Linked DNA regions of Mus musculus: all the other regions are linked to region 1. The links are chromatin contacts, called in public HiChIP or PLAC-seq and promoter capture Hi-C maps. All regions are on one chromosome and are shown on one strand. The core of a region is the stretch at or near the end of the contact, and the rest is flanking DNA. Distances in the headings are between cores, read along the strand shown.

What was found. Promoter capture Hi-C pulls out the DNA fragments that hold promoters and counts their contacts. HiChIP or PLAC-seq counts read pairs in DNA pulled down with a chosen protein or histone mark.
Region 2: a contact with region 1 is called in a promoter capture Hi-C map of liver, with 2.8 times the contacts expected there. The contact joins the promoter of Unkl here to the promoter of Zbtb9 in region 1. A contact is called at or near these places in 2 of 39 promoter capture datasets (cranial neural crest and liver).
Region 3: a contact with region 1 is called in a FOXA1 HiChIP or PLAC-seq map of pancreatic cancer cells. The contact joins the promoter of Mcrip2 here to the promoter of Zbtb9 in region 1. A contact is called at or near these places in 9 of 39 promoter capture datasets (the 3T3-L1 cell line, the C10 cell line, embryonic stem cells and 6 more) and 1 of 115 datasets of contacts at active chromatin or transcription factors (pancreatic cancer cells).

The regions. Positions count from the first base shown.
Region 1 is chr17:26,970,632-26,975,665 of GRCm38.p6, forward strand. It overlaps Zbtb9 (zinc finger and BTB domain containing 9), which reads left to right and starts at 2,548. Exons shown (of 2, transcript NM_001005916.2): 1 at 2,548-2,683; 2 at 2,925-5,034. The coding sequence starts at 2,992. The coding sequence ends at 4,371. It overlaps Syngap1 (synaptic Ras GTPase activating protein 1 homolog (rat)), which reads left to right. Exons shown (of 19, transcript NM_001281491.2): 19 at 1-1,803. The coding sequence ends at 14.
Region 2 is chr17:25,186,182-25,191,215 of GRCm38.p6, forward strand. It overlaps Unkl (unkempt family like zinc finger), which reads left to right and starts at 2,219. Exons shown (of 15, transcript NM_001197024.1): 1 at 2,219-2,311; 2 at 3,285-3,494. The coding sequence starts at 2,235. It overlaps BC003965 (cDNA sequence BC003965), which reads left to right. Exons shown (of 2, transcript NM_183150.2): 2 at 1-1,481. It overlaps Gm52286 (a long non-coding RNA gene), which reads right to left and starts at 3,289. Exons shown (of 2, transcript XR_003952239.1): 1 at 2,935-3,289; 2 at 1,873-2,828.
Region 3 is chr17:25,866,825-25,871,858 of GRCm38.p6, forward strand. Mcrip2 (MAPK regulated corepressor interacting protein 2) reads right to left here and starts at 1,914. Exons shown (of 5, transcript NM_026633.3): 1 at 1,801-1,914; 2 at 1,590-1,719. The coding sequence starts at 1,852.

The DNA of each region.
Region 1 (5,034 bases), core at 1,298-3,797:
CCGCAGACCACTAGCCCACCCAGCATCACAGACCTCCTTCCCTGTGCACCCTACCCCAGCCCACCCAGCGTCACAGACCTCCTTCCTTGTGCACCCCACCCTGGAACATCACCAACCACCAGGACTGGACGTCGCCAAGGGACAGCGGGATTGTCTCCCTTAATGCCTCCTTGGGGCACCCATCTGCCGACCCCACTACTCCATTCTAGGAGGGAGAGTGGGACCCTCAGCTGCCCTCTTTCACCCCAGTACACCACCTACCCCACACAGACCCCTTCACTCTGGGGTGCTATCCCTGTCCTCTGCCTCATAGTTCCCCTGAGCACTGGGGGGACAGACCCTCACCCCCACACTGGGGGTGTGGCACCTCCAAACTTTCAACTTCAGGGTGATTTTTTAGCAGTAACCAGAGCTGACAATCTATAACTCCCCTCTACCACCCCATTTTGGCCTCCCCTGCCCCCCCTTGTTATGGGGAGGGGACCCCGGGTGAGGGGGCCCTATTACCCCTTGATTTCTCAGGAGCGTCTGGGGGGGCTCAGCACGCACAAACTCCTTCTCCTCTTTCCACTCTTACATTAACTCTCCCCACCCAGAACCCAGATGGGGTGGAGGGGGCCACCGGGGCAGGGAGGGGGCGGCAAGGGGGGAATGGGAGTTGCCTCCCCTTCTTCCCACACCTGATCTGCTCTTGGCTGGTCCCAGAGCGGGGTGAGGGGGCTTATGCCCCCCCCTCCCCCAGTGTGTTGGGTGGGGTGGAATTGAGGTTTGGATGAGGGGGTTAGGGTATAGGAGGCCATGTGTGTTGGGTTGTGGAGGGACAGACTAGCTGATCTGCCCTACCCTGACATGCAGCCAGCCCTCTACCCCTTCCCTCTCTTGTCTCTACTCCCATGGGGAGGGGGGAACTTACTCTAGGAAAAGCCATGTCTCTCTCCCCCAGGATGGGGGGACCTGTGTTGGAGGATGGGTGTTTGGGGGCCCCCTTACATGACTCTGTCCCCTGGGGGAGGTAGGACAGGGCTGGGCTTCCCTCTCACCCTCACCCTCACCCAGTCTCCCTCCCTCCCGCCAGCTCCATGCTTTTTCGGTGTTTTTCTGTACATAGCTCTCTGGCGGTATAGGGGAGGTAGGATGGATGGGGTTTGGGGTGGGTAGGCCATGGAAGGGGAGAAACCCCTCCCGGGTACCCCCTCTTCTCTGACTGCTGCCCCCTACCCAGCCTTGTCTCTTCACTCCTTGCGTTTGGTATTGAGAATTCTTCCCAGACTCCAGACTCGATCTTTCTTTTGTATGGACAGCTCTCCTTCGGTCTAACCCTCTACATACACCCACCCAGCCGGGGCCAAATTTATACTTATATAAAAGTTGTAAATATGTGAAATTTTATCCCATGCCCTTTCCTCTGCTTTCCCCATCAGGCCTTACCCTTGAACCTCCTCCCTCCTCTTTGGCTGTTGTAATTATCTGGGGTTTGTACTGTACATAATTGGGGAGGGGGGCTGGGAGGCGACCCCTCTGTACAGAGCTTCCTGGCTCCCTAGCCCCACCCCTCACTTCCCTCCCCACCCACCACCTTAAGAGTAGGGAGAAGATCTTCTTACTCTTTTTTTTTTTTTTTTTTTTTGCTGTTTGTTTACTCGTTCTCCTTCCTGCCCCTGCTCCCAGACTCTTGGTCCCCCACCACTGCCCCCCCTTTTCTCCCACTCCCAGGCCCATTTCCTTTTTTTTTTTTTCTTTTCTTTTCTGGAGTGTGTGGTGAAACAGAAAAATCATGTTTAATAAACGGAGATTGTTCTTTTATCACTGGGCTGACTTTTATTTATTTTTGGATTTTCAAGACAGAGAGTCTCCTTGTGTGGCTCTGGCTGGCCTGGAACTCTGTAGACCAGGGTGGCCTTGATTGAACTCAAGAGATCTGCCTGCCCCTGCCTCCAAAGTGCTGGGACTAAGTGCTGCCTCCCCCGGCGTTGGGCCGACTTTTTAGCCCGGGGTCTCCAGAACGACCTGAAGGGTGACAGGGACTACTTTTGGAAAGAACAGTCCTCTTACATTACACACTATACCACCCAGTCAGGAGAACAATATATACCGCAGGGTCTTCCTGGTGAAACTCACACTCCCGCTCTCTCTCCGCCGCAGCACTGGACTCGCTTTAGCGCCCCAAAGACTCCAAGTGCAGGGTCTGTGCAAGACCCTCTTGACTTAGGGCTTAATTGTGAGGACGCTCCTCTGCGAAATGGAGGAAAGGACCCAGGTCCTCAGCAAGCGTGCGCTCCAGACTTCAGACCCGGTTGTCCCGCGTGCACGCGGAGGGCAGCAGCACCTACCTCGCGCGGCGGGACGAGGGAAGCAAGCCTTACTGCGGAGCCCGTGGCTCCCCTCACTGCTACTCCAGAACTGAGGGAACCGCCTTCCACTTCCGCCGCCCTCCCCAAGCCCCGGCCCTCCGTCCGCACAGCCAATGAGGAGACGGCTTGTAGGCTGCCGCTCTCCCATTGGCTGCAGAACTGGTCCCGCCCTCCGTGCCTGGCCGCATTGGCGTCCGGCGGAACTGCGGTAGCTTCCGGCCGGCCAGGCGCACTGGCGGTTGAGGTGCTCCGACGCGGTCGCGCGTGCGGTGGGGGCGTGTCGGTGGGACGTCGCGGGGCCGGAGCTCACTGAGCCGGCCGGAGCGAGCACGGTGAGGAGGGGCGAGCGGTGGCGGAGGGCGACCGGAGCCGGCGAGGTGGGGCGCCATCCCTTCCCTCCTTAGCTTCCGCTGGGCCTGGAGGTGTAAACCCTGGTGTTTTGTTGGGTTTCCTGGTGGGCGGAACTAATATACAGAAGCTTGTCACCGAAGAGTTTTCAAGGGTCGGTGGCGAGCGGCTTGAGACAGGTCTCATACCCCGAACTTGTGTGACCCCAGTCTCTTTCCTCCGCAGCCTTCACCCCGTATAGAACCCTGCACTGCCCGACTCCCCGGGATTTATTTCTCTTCCCGAGGTAGCCATGGATGCTTCGACTCCTTTGCCTCCCGCATCCTCATCTCCGAGATGCAACCCAGCCCCACAGACAATCCACATTGAGTTCCCTCATCATAGCTCTTCGCTGCTGGAATCCCTGAACCGCCACAGGCTGGAGGGAAAGTTCTGTGATGTGTCCCTCCTGGTTCAGGGCAGGGAACTTAGGGCTCACAAAGCAGTGTTGGCTGCTGCCTCTCCTTACTTCCATGACAAGCTGCTTTTGGGGGATGCGCCCCGACTGACTTTACCGAATGTCATCGAGGCCGATGCGTTCGAGGGACTGCTTCAGCTCATTTATTCAGGAAGCCTCCACCTGCCGCTGGATGCCCTCCCTGCCCATCTCCTTGTAGCCAGCGGCCTTCAGATGTGGCAAGTGGTAGATCGGTGCTCAGAGATTCTTCGAGAACTAGAAACGTCTGGTGGGATTTCAGCCGGTGGAAGAGCCTCCAGCCTCACACTTATTTCCACAACATCTTCAGGAGGCTGGTGCATTCGCTCTTCCCCTTTCCAGAACCCAGTACGCTCCTCTGCTTCTACAGAGAATTCTGTTCTCCCTGAGAGCCCCGCTGGAGGGGAGGGGAGTGAACTAGAAGGAATGTTACAGATTCAGGTGAAAGTAGAGGAGGAAGAGGAGCAGGGGTCAGCAGCTCCACTCTTTCAGACTCCTCAGCCGGAGAGAGTGTCGGGAGGGGTTTCCCAAGCTTGTGGATCCCACCCATTGCCTACACCTGCTCTTCCCAGCAAGCCTTCAGAGGATGAGAGCTCAACAGTAGATCCTCCTGCCCCTCCTGTACAAGCTTCCCAAATCTTATATGTGAATCAGGAAAACGTTGAGTGTAAGGAGGAGATAGCAAGAGGCACAAAGGAAAAGACCAAAGTACTATCTGGAGAGGACTCTGAGGAGAAGGAGGAGCTGAGATACTTGCTGTCCTCAGGAGGAGGGGAATCGTCTGGGGCAGGAGATCCATCGTGGAAACCAGTGGATCTTCATGGGAATGAAATCCTGTCAGGGGATGGAGGACCTGGAGGAACAGGGCAGGCTATGCATGGGCCTGTGAAGCTAGGAGGGACACCCCCTGCAGATGGGAAGTGCTTTGCTTGCTTGTGTGGAAAACGGTTTGCAGTAAAGCCGAAACGAGACCGACACATCATGTTGACGTTCAGCCTTCGCCCTTTTGGATGTGGCATCTGTAATAAACGTTTCAAGTTGAAGCATCATCTAACAGAGCACATGAAGACCCATGCGAGAGCTCTGCATGCGTGTCCCCATTGTGGCCGTCGATTCCGTGTCCAGGCCTTCTTCCTTCGCCACCGGGACTTATGCAAGGGCCAGGGCTGGCCCACTTACCACTGGACTTACAAATGACTACTGGTGCTCTCTAGTGATTTCTAGGACAAGATAGCCCCTGCTGCTGCTGGACTCTTACCTTCACCACCTCAGTCCTGGATTGTATAATCATTCCAAGAGATTATATATATTGTCATGAACCCCTTACTCTTGGGTATGGGTCTCACCCTGGTAGTCCAGGTTTAGACAGACTTTAGAAAATCATGCTTCTGGTCACTTAACCTAAATGGCCCTTTTTGTATTGATAGCCAGTGAAGGAACTGCTGAGCTCAGATTAATGAGAGAGGAGTTGGGGCATAGTCACCCAGTAACTCTTAACTTCATCTTCATGGGGGGGAGAGGGAGCTGGTCTCCAACTAGGAATGCATTTGATTCAGAGCTCAAGTAATTGCCAGACTAAGGTCTGAGCGGCTTCTCCCTCCCTGTTAGCAGTATTCTGTTTCTGTACTTTCTGTCATTTTCCAGATGCTTTTTAGGTTCTCACCAGTATACACCTTTCCCAAATATCCTTTTAAAAATACTTGAGTGGGGCTGGAGAGATGGCTCAGTTATTAAAAGCACTCTGCTCTTCTAGAAGTCCTGAGTTCAATTCCCAGCAACCACATGGTGGCTCACAACCATCTAAAATGGATCTGATGCCCTCTTCTGGCATGCAGGCATACATGCAGACAGAGCATTCAT
Region 2 (5,034 bases), core at 969-3,468, 1.8 Mb before region 1:
GGTTTCTTTATGTAGCCCTGGCCATCCTGGAATTCTGGCTGTATCCCTGGCTGGCCTTGAACTCAGAGGCAGAGGCTGCGTCCGCCTCCTGAGTGGTGGGATCAAAGGCGAGCACCACCAGATCTGAGTTTCACATCTATTTTACGGATAGGAGAATAGGTGTGTTAGCTAAAGGGTTACTTAAATGTTTATTTTATTTATTTATTTATTTTTTGTGCTATGCTTTTCCAATTTCCCAAATAGACTGTAGCTTGTGTTTTTCCTATTGTTTTCAGCCCAATGAATTCTCTGGGTGAGTGCCCAGCAAATATCAGGTAGGGAGAGGGCCTGTAACTAACTATAAGCCAGCTGCATGTACAAGACAGTAGATAAACTGTTGGGCAGAAAGAAATGATTGAATAAAACATGTTCTTTTGAGGGAGGAGGAGTTAACGTAACTGACGCTTACAAAATTAGATTTACTTTATGTGTATGTATGTGCATCACATACATGTCTGTTGCCTATACAGGTAAGAAGAGGATGTCAGATTCCCTGGAACTGGAAATACAAATGGCTATGAGCAACCATGTAGGTTCTGGGAACTGAACTTGGGTCCTCTGGAAGAGGAGCCATTCACTGTGAGCAATTTCTCCAGCCCCAACAGCCACTTTGTGTAAGCTCTTGAAAATGGAAAGGCTCAGTAGTGTTGGAAGTGAGCTGTTACACAGATAAAAACCTGTTAGTTCTGTTCTGAGCCATAGCCCTCGAGTACCAGCTTCAATAAAAGGACACGTCTGGCCCTTATGTGGGTGTCACAGGTGATGTCTGCAGAGGAATAAAACACATCTTTTGATGAGAGACCTTTGCCCATGTCCACAGTCAAGGTCGCTGAGTTCCACCATCACTGCTATTTGCTCTCTGTCACACCTTACAGAGCCAGCTTCTCTCTCTCTCTCTCTCTCTCTCTCCCTCTCTCTCTCTTTCTCTCCCTCTCTCTCTCTCAGATTCCTTAGGTTGTCTTGTGTGTTTCTCCAGGCTGGACTTGGGGGTTGACCTAGTTTTCATTCCCTATCCCTCAGCAGTCTGAGACACATTTATTCCTCTGTAGGTTCCCCTGTCTGCCCTTCCCTGCTTGCTCATTCTTCTATTTGATCTTTGAAAAAACAATGTTTCTGTTTGCTGGGACTGCCTACAGCTCACTATCCATCCACATGCTTGTGCAACCATTAAAATAAGTCCTTTAAACTAAGTTAACTTCAGGGTCTGTGGGCTAGGGGAAATGCTCAGGGATAAGTGCTTAGCCGGCATGGACCTGGGTCCGGGCACGCACATGGCTCCGGGTTCTACCTCTAGCACCCAAACCAAACCAACTCACTCTCCAAAGTTGTCAACAACTCAAAGAATTTGTCTACAAAAATGTCATATGAAGAAGTCAGTAATCCTACCAGCAAATGGTAATTTTACCTTACTAGTACTTTAAAATATAGCATACATACCTGGACCGTGTATGTCTCTCTGTTAATATTTTAGATCGTGTTTCTGGAAATGGGATAGGTTTTCTGTAATCCTCCTTTCTGAAAACATCCCTCTCTTTTCTGCCCATTCCTTTCAGAACACTTGTGGCTGTGCTACTCAGACTTTATCCCTCAGAGCACACCCGCAGTTAGCAGAGGAGCTGTGGTCACTTTACACACCAGTGAATGCTAGCCCTGGGTTCTCCCGAATTCATCCTAGCACTTGCGAGTCCTGCCCGCCACGTGCAGTTAGCATTCTGCGGACCCCAGATCAGTCTGATTACTGACCACCCTGTACATCCTTTACCCGATGGGCTCATCTGGCAGCATCTTACGCTGTGTTTTTAAAAAAGTGGCTCAACAGAATTCACACTCGGATTATCCTTAAATTCACAAATTTAATAAAGGGGCGACCATCGTCACAGTCTAATTATAGACTTTTTCCAGTTCAAAGAAACCTGTGCCCAACAGCAGCCCTGGACGCAGAGGCCATCATGGGGACTCTACACCAACGGGCGTGTCCCGCCTTGCGCCTGTAACTTGCTGCCGTGGTGGGCCGGCAGAACCTGTGTGTCACCCCCGCCGCACAGCGCGCGTGGGCGAGGGGTCGGTGGGGGCGTGGCCGGCGTGGCGTGCCCGGGGGTGTGGCCGGCGCGGCGGGGGGCGCAGGGGGCTCGGTGCGGGGGGGAGATCCGGGGGCGCCGGCGCGGCGCATGCGCGCTGCATTGTTTTGACTGAAAATGCCGTCGGTTTCGAAAGCGGCGGCGGCGGCGCTGAGCGGGTCCCCCCCGCAGACAGAGAAACCAACCCACTACAGGTCAGTGCCTGGGCTGCGGTCCGTGGCCTTCTGGGCGCTGCGGCGCAAAGCAGCGGCCCGCGTGCGCCACGGGCCCCGGTGTCGCCGCTGTGGGTGCGCCCCGCCCGCGCCCGCGCCCCCGCCGCCAGCTCTTGCGGGTCACGCCGTCCAGGCGCGGGCCGCCGCCTAAGGTGGAGTGGCAGCGCCCAGGGTTTTCGGTGACCCCTGGCTTGGGGGCTGGACTTGCTCCTGGTCTCCGGCGACCCCGCGCGCCAGACTGGAGTCTGGGGAACAGCGCCTGCGTTCGTAGCTCAGGGCCGCGCCTGGGCTGGAGGTGGGCGCACGGCCATCCGGACTCGAGCAGTCGCTGCCTGAGGTTGAGAGGCGGTTCCGGGGTCTGGGGTGACCTCTGGGCTGGGGGCGGAGCCGCACCTAGAGTCCGGTGGCCGCTTGGTTGTGAGCCCGGGGGTCGTTTCTGCGGCGCAGAAGAGGGGTTGCGCCTGGTGTGGGCGGGTGGCGCTTGCAGTCCATCTGGAACCTATGAAGGTAGTCGAGCGGGAGACCGGGACTGAGGATTGAGAGGTGGCTCCAGGGGTCAGGGACTAGAAGGGGGCAGAGAATGGAGTGTACTTCTGTAGAGTTACCTGGGATCAGAGTTGGTGATGGCCTGCTAAGAGGAGGTCTATGCCTCGTGTCCGGGAATCTTCTTATCTGGGGACTGGGAAGTGGTATTTGGGGTCAGGGAACGGAGAGTCTGCCTGACTGGAGTTACCTGGTCTCCGAGTTGGGAAGTGACACCCGGGGTGCTTTTAAAAAAGGAGGGTACCGGGCCATGGCAGTCAGGATCGCTCAGTGTGTGTGTGTGTGTGTGTGTGTGTGTGTGTGTGTATTGCCGGGGGTGGGGGATGCTTCTCGTCTGGGACCCTGCCCCGCCGCATCCCAGGGGCCTCCAGCCGGCGGTGGCTGCGGCCCGCAACGCTGTTTGTCTTTTTAGGTATCTAAAGGAGTTTAGGACAGAGCAGTGCTCCCTGTTTTTGCAGCATAAGTGCAGCCAGCACAGGCCGTTCACCTGTTTCCATTGGCATTTCCTAAATCAGCGTCGTCGCAGACCGCTCCGACGACGCGATGGCACCTTCAACTACAGCCCGGACATATACTGCTCCAAGTACGATGAGGCCACCGGCCTGTGTCCCGATGGTGATGAGTAAGTGGGGTTCCGGTGGGTGGCTCATGGTCTTTCCTCAGGATTGGTGTTGACTCTCTGATCAACAGGTTTTTGAGGTTTCTGGTTTTTTGTTTTTTTGAGACAGGGTGTCTTTATGAAGGCCTGGCTGTCCTGAAACACTGTATGTAGACCAGACTGGCCTCAAACTCATAGTGATACCTGTCTTGGCCCCTTAAAGTGCTGGCATTAAAGGTGTATGCCACTACACTGGTCTCCTTGCTTCTTTTTAACACCCACTACCTGTAGAGGGAACCTCATTTTTATTCAAGACTTCTCGGGGTCAGTAGAGTAGTGTGCTTGAGGGGTTCCCTGTTTGTAGGCTAGTTTCCTAAAAGATGATGTATGTGTGTTGTAGGTGAAAATCTTTGGTAATTCAAACTGATTTTGATTCACTTACCACCCCACCCCATCCAATGCTCTACTTTAAAACTGGCCCATGTTTTGCCAGCCATCTGATTTAAAACGGTTTTGTGTGGTCAGTTGTAAGTGTGTCATGTGTAACATGTAAGTGTGGAATATTTTCTTGCTTATGTATGTATTTTAAAGAAGAGTAGCAGAACTGTTATTCTGATAAGGATTTGTGAATTGATTTGTGGACAGGAGCCCGTGATCTGCTTATGTAGGCTAGGACTCTTTAACACTGTGATGCGTTCTGCTCATTTGTAGTTGTTTTTTTGTTTTGTTTTGTTTTTTTTAATGGTAGGAAAGTTGTTTTATTTGCACGTTGTCAGTTATGTAACACTTTTGGATTTTAATAAGTCAAGGTTTTGTTTGGGTTAGTTTATATTTTACAAGTTTCCTAATGGTGTTATGAACAGATGTCTTTCTTTGTGTGCATGTGTGTGCTTGTGTGTGCAGGTGCAGAGTGTGGCGGCTCACGCGCCAGTGCGTACACACACGATTGGAGTTCTCAGGTTAACCTTACATGCTGTTCTCACCTTATTTTAAAACAGGGTCTCTCACTGGCCTGGAGCTGGTTAAATCGGCCAGACTGGTTGGCCTGCCTGCAGGTGCCAGGGGCCAGCTGTCTCTGTCTCCCTAGCATTGGGATTACAAGTGTGTGCCACTGTGATCAGTGGTTTTGTCGTTGTTGTTTTGTCTTGTTTTGTCTTTAATCAGAGTTCTGGGGATCAGACTCAGGTCTTTTTGCTCTCGAGGCAGGTATTTTACTGATGGGCTCTTTGTCCAGCTCCAGACATCTTGGTTTTGAAATAATGAAGACAGAGAAAGTCCAAGTGAGACTTTGTGTTCAAAGGGAGGTGGAAAATAATATCAGGAGGTGCTAAGTTCTTCCTTTGGGCAGTTTGGGGGTGTGGGGTTAGCTTCCTGTCCTGAGGTGAAGTATTGGTCTGTCTGTTTTTGGTTTTGGTTTTTTTGCCCCCACCCCCACCCCCAGACATGGTTTCTCTGTGTAGCCTTGGCTGTTTTGGAACTCTGTAGAGCAGGCTGGCCTCGAACTCAGATCCACATGCTTCTGCTTCTCAAGTGCTGGGATTAAAGGTGTGCACCACCACCGCCC
Region 3 (5,034 bases), core at 664-3,163, 1.1 Mb before region 1:
CCCCACAGCAGCAGGAGAATGACCAGTGCCTCCTGTGTTCCCTGATGCTGGTGGACATGGGTGACTGATGGGTGGCCTTGAAAAGACAAAGGACTAGAGGTAAAATTCCATGTGAAGGTCCTATTGGAGATGGGAGTTCCCAGCCCAGGAAAGGGCCACCTCAGAGGACATAGGGAAGACTCCTTAGCCTATCTCCTCAGTTCCCAGAACTCAGGACAGGAAACCAATCTCCCGGGCGTCAGGTGTTCTCCCTGGTTGCTGACAGATGAGTCCAGGCCTTCACATCAGCTTATCTTACTGAAGCCTTTTTAGAGGAAACACGCAGTGTGGTGTCTCTTGCAACTCAGCATTCTGGAGAGTGTTACTACCTTCTCCTCTTCCTGGACACTGACCCAAATATTGCCACAAGCCTGTCCGTGTTGTCCCCCAACAATAAGGACTTTAAAAGGTGTTTTCCCGCCGGGTGTGGTGGCGCACACCTTTAATCCCAGCACTCGGGAGGCAGAGGCAGGCGGATTTCTGAGCTCCAGGCCAGCCTGGTCTACAGAGTGAGTTCCAGGACAGCCAGGACTACACAGAGAAACCCTGTCTCTGGGGTGGGGGTGGGGGGTGGGGGGTGGGGGGGGTGTTTCCCAGGTAGAGATAGGCCAGTCACCAAGGCAGCTCCAAACTCCCTGTCTGGGTAACCACTTTGTGGTTATACATCTGCACCATAGAGTTCTCCCAGAGACATAAGGGCAATAAGGACATAAACCGATGTCATACGGATGTCCCCTAGGGCAAACACAGGCCACACAGGCATCTCCTACCTATAGCTTCCGAAGCCTAGTAGCTGAGAGCTAAGAGGGGTGGAGCCAGCCACACAGACTCCCCTGCTGAGACGAGTCTAACTCTTGGCCTCCCTCGAGATTGTGGTCTCTTTGGTGCTCTCTCTTAACCGGTTCACATGCCACCTCTACCAGAGTAGAGCCTACATGCCTGCAGAGTCCAGTCTACCGATACAGGAAACAGTAAATGGAGCCAAAGAAGTAAAAGGTTCAGCCTTGGTTGAGTGGGATCACTTCCAGGTCACACTGGCTGAAATCCAAGTAGCTAGGGCTGAACTTCCCTAGACACATTGCGGGTTAGGAAAATCAGAAAACTCTTGGAACCCACAGGCGCGGGCAACTGCTGGGGAGGAGGGCTCCAGTGTCCCAGGGTGTTAGTGAAGGGCAGGGACCTGATAAGACCAGCGGGAACACGTGCGCTTCTTCTGCTCTGCAAGGACAGGGCCTGAAGTCCTTGAGAGCCAGGGCCTTGGGCAACTTTCCCCAACTTTGACCTCGACCACTTCCCAAGGGGTCCAAGTTAGCGGCCCAAGGTCACCAGGTCCCTCGGTTTTGAGTACTTGCGGTCCTTGACAGGCGGGATTGGTCGGAAGCCCTCAAGGCTCCACGTGGCCACCAGGGTCCACTCAAGCCAGCTGGGCCCAGAAGTAGCCGGCGAGCAGAAGTGCACGAGTTGCCTGCGCCCCGCCCCCTGCCCACCAGGACGCGTGGTCCCCATCAACCTTCTCCAAGGTCACCCTCGTGCCCGGCGGCCTGGCTCACCTTGCAAGGGGCCAGGGTCCCTGAGTCTGTGCCGAGGGCTGCAGGTGCGCGGGTAGCGCGGTCGGCGGCACCGGCTGCCGGCATTTCAGGAGCTCGCCAAGCCTGCTCTCCACCTGCTGCTGTGTGGGACCTGCGGGCCGGGGCGGAGGGCGCTGTCAGCCGCCGCGAGCCAGCGGTCAGGACGTCCCGCCTGCCCGCCCGCCCTGCGCACCTGTGCGGCGCTGCGCGACCAGCTTGCTGGGCCCCTTGGTGATAGTGTACATGGTGCGCCGTCCCGCCCGCCCCTGGCAGCGGCCAGATCAGGCACCCTCCACCAGCTTCACTTTGCGGTCCCAGAGGCTCGGCCCCTTTAAGGAGGGAGGACGGGCAAAGGGGCGGAGCGACCCACACACGCCCCCTGCCCTTAAAGGAGCTTCGCCTACTTGGTAGCCTTCCCAACCCTTTGGAAAATTGGCCAAGTCACTAAATTTGAGCTAAGAACGGGTTGTACTCGCCAAGGGGTATGCCATCTCTAGACTGGAGCGTGCATGTGCGAGTGTGCATGTGTGTGCTTGTGTATCTGTCTGAGATTTCAGAGAGAGAGGCTCTTTCAGTTGAGGAGGGCCCTTTGTGTACTAGGGTAGTGCTAGGGACCCTGAACAGTCTCTAAAAACACCAGTATTCCAGCTCATATTTGAGACACCACCACCACCCAGCCAAGTGCCTGGACAAGCCTGGATTGTTGGGGATCACTGTGTCAGGAGTCAGCTTTAGAATGAGTGCTCTAAGAGTGTTTAAGTAGATCTAAAGTACTGTGGAACCAGAAGACCAGGAGAACACAGAGCCCTCAGGGGGTACCCTATTCCTAAAGTACTATACTAACCGCTCTTCAATTCATGTCCTGAGCCTTTTCCCCAACTACTGGGGAAGCTGGAAATTAGGTCTGTGGGGAGAGCCACAGGGTTTCCCAGTACAGCCTGGAAGGAGGAAGAACCCAGCAAGAGTGGAAGCAGCCTGACCCCCCCCCCGTACCCCCCCCCCCCGCCCCCAGGTCTCCTTTTTTTGCTGTTGGTTTTTTGTTTGGTTTGGTTTGGTTTTTTGAGACAGGGTTTCTCTGTGTAGCCCTGGCTGTCCTGGAACTCACTCTGTAGACCATGCTGGCCTCAAACTTAGAAATCCGCCTGTCTCTCCCTCCCGAGTGCTGGGATTAAGGGCGCGCGCCACCACTGCCCGGCGTGATGTGAAGTCTTGAACTGTATCTGCCAAGACTTGTGCTGCCCCTGCCACCAACACCTGGCCTTAAGGTTCCTATTGTCATATTTGAGGAGGGTCAGTCTGCAGGCACTAGGGACTAGGGGAGGCAGGTCTGTCAAGTCTTGGACCACTTAAGCAAGACGAACAGTGAGGAAGGAGTGAGGGTGGGTAGCTGGTCCACCTGAATTCCAGAGTATCTAAGGAACTCCAGGGGACTTTTATCCCAGGTGACCAAGCCTTCATTCCTTTGGCCCTGGGCCTTTGGCCTTACATTATGCAGAGCGGGGCTGGAGAGTGAAAGGCCTTCTCCAGCTCTGAGAAGACTGTTGAGTGTACTAGGGAGGCATGAGACATCTCACTCATGTCTAGTTGATGAGCCAGTGAGTTTATTGCGGTTACTTACTGGAGCATGGGTGACTCTCACTATGTCACCAAAAAGCCCACCACAGTATAGGTGACAGCTCATGAGTGCTGATCCTGGGAGCTTCTTTCCCAACCCTACTTAAGAGTCCCCTCTCGGGGCTGGAGAGATGGCTCAGTGGTTAAGAGCACTGACTGCTCTTATAGAGGACCTGAGTTCAATTCCCAGCAACCACATGGTGGCTCACAGCCATCTGTAATAAGATCTGATGTCCTCTTCTGGTGTGTCTGAAGACAGCCACAGTGTACTCATATTAAATAAATAAAAAATCTTTAAAAAAAAAAAGTCTCCTCTCAGCCGGGTAGTGGTGGCAGCACACAACTTGGGAAGCAGAGGCAGGCAGATTTCTGAGTTCGAGGCCAGCTTGGTCTACAGAGTGAGTTCCAGGACAGCCAGGGCTACACAGAGAAACCCTGTCTCGAAAACAAACAAACAAACAAACAAACAAACAAAGTCTCCTCTCTCCTAGCACTTGGCACCTGGTTATATAGCACCTGGGAATTTGAATCTTGAGGTTTTCCTGAGCTTCACAAGTTTCATATCGCCTTCCTAAGTCTTAAGAGCTTCCCTCCTTCAGAAGGAAATGTTTCAATCTGCTGGTACCAGGCCTGTGACTGCAAAGGTGAGTGTGGATCTGGGAAGAGAGTTAAGGCCTGGAGTTGTACCGAAAGAAAGAAAGAAAGAAAGAAAGAAAGAAAGAAAGAAAGAAAGAAAGAAAGAGTGAGTCTTGGAGCTGAGACGAAAGGATGGACCATCCAGAGACTGCCCCACCCGAGGATTCATCTCATAATCAACCACTAAACACAGACACTATTGCATATGCCAGCAAGATTTTGCTGAAAGGACCCTGTCTCTTGTGAGGCTGTGCCAGTGCCTGGCAAATACAGAAGTGGATGGTCATTGTCTTCTATTGGGTGGAACACAGGGCTCCCAATGGAGGAGCTAGAGAAAGTACCCAAGGAGATGAAGGGGTCTGCAACACTATAGGTGGAACAACAATATGAACTAACCAGTACCTCCAGAGCTCATGTCTCTAGCTGCATATGTAGCAGAAGATGGCCTAGTCAGCCATCACTGGGAAGAGAGGCCCCATGGTCTTGCAAACTTTATAGGTCTCAGTAAGGGGAATACCAGGGCCAAGAAGTGGGAGTGGGTGGGAAGGGGAGCAGGGCAAGGGGGGAGGGTATAGGGGACTTTCGGGATAGCATTTGAAATATAAATGAAGAAAATATCTAATAAAAAATTGAAAAAAGATAGCTAATGTTGCCGGGCGTGGTGGTGCACGCCTTTAATCCTAGCACTCAGGAGGCAGAGGCAGGCAGATTTCTGAGTTCAAGGCCAGCCTGGTCTACAAAGTGAGTTCCAGGACAGCCAGGGCTATACAGAGAAACCCTGTCTTGAAAAACCAAAGAAAGAAACAAACAAAAAAAGATAGCTAATGTTAAAGAAAGAAAGAAAGAAAGAAAGAAAGAAAGAAAGAAAGAAAGAAAGGAAGGAAGGAAGGAAGGAAGAAAGAAAGAAAGAAAGAAAGAAAGAAAGAAAGAAAGAGAAAGGAAGGAAGGAAGGAAGGAAGGGAGGGAGGGAGGGAGGGAGGGAGGGAGGGAGGGAGGGTTGCTTCCTGGCTAAACTTGTCCCTTCCCACTTACATAATGCCTGACCCACCCTTAGTGACCTTTCCCTCCAAGGCCACTGTGGCCTGACTCAGATGGCCTACAGCATACTGTTTAATCACTCATACATGGTAGGAAGGCAGAACAGGATCCTGGGAGCTCATGCTAGTTTGGTTGTTGT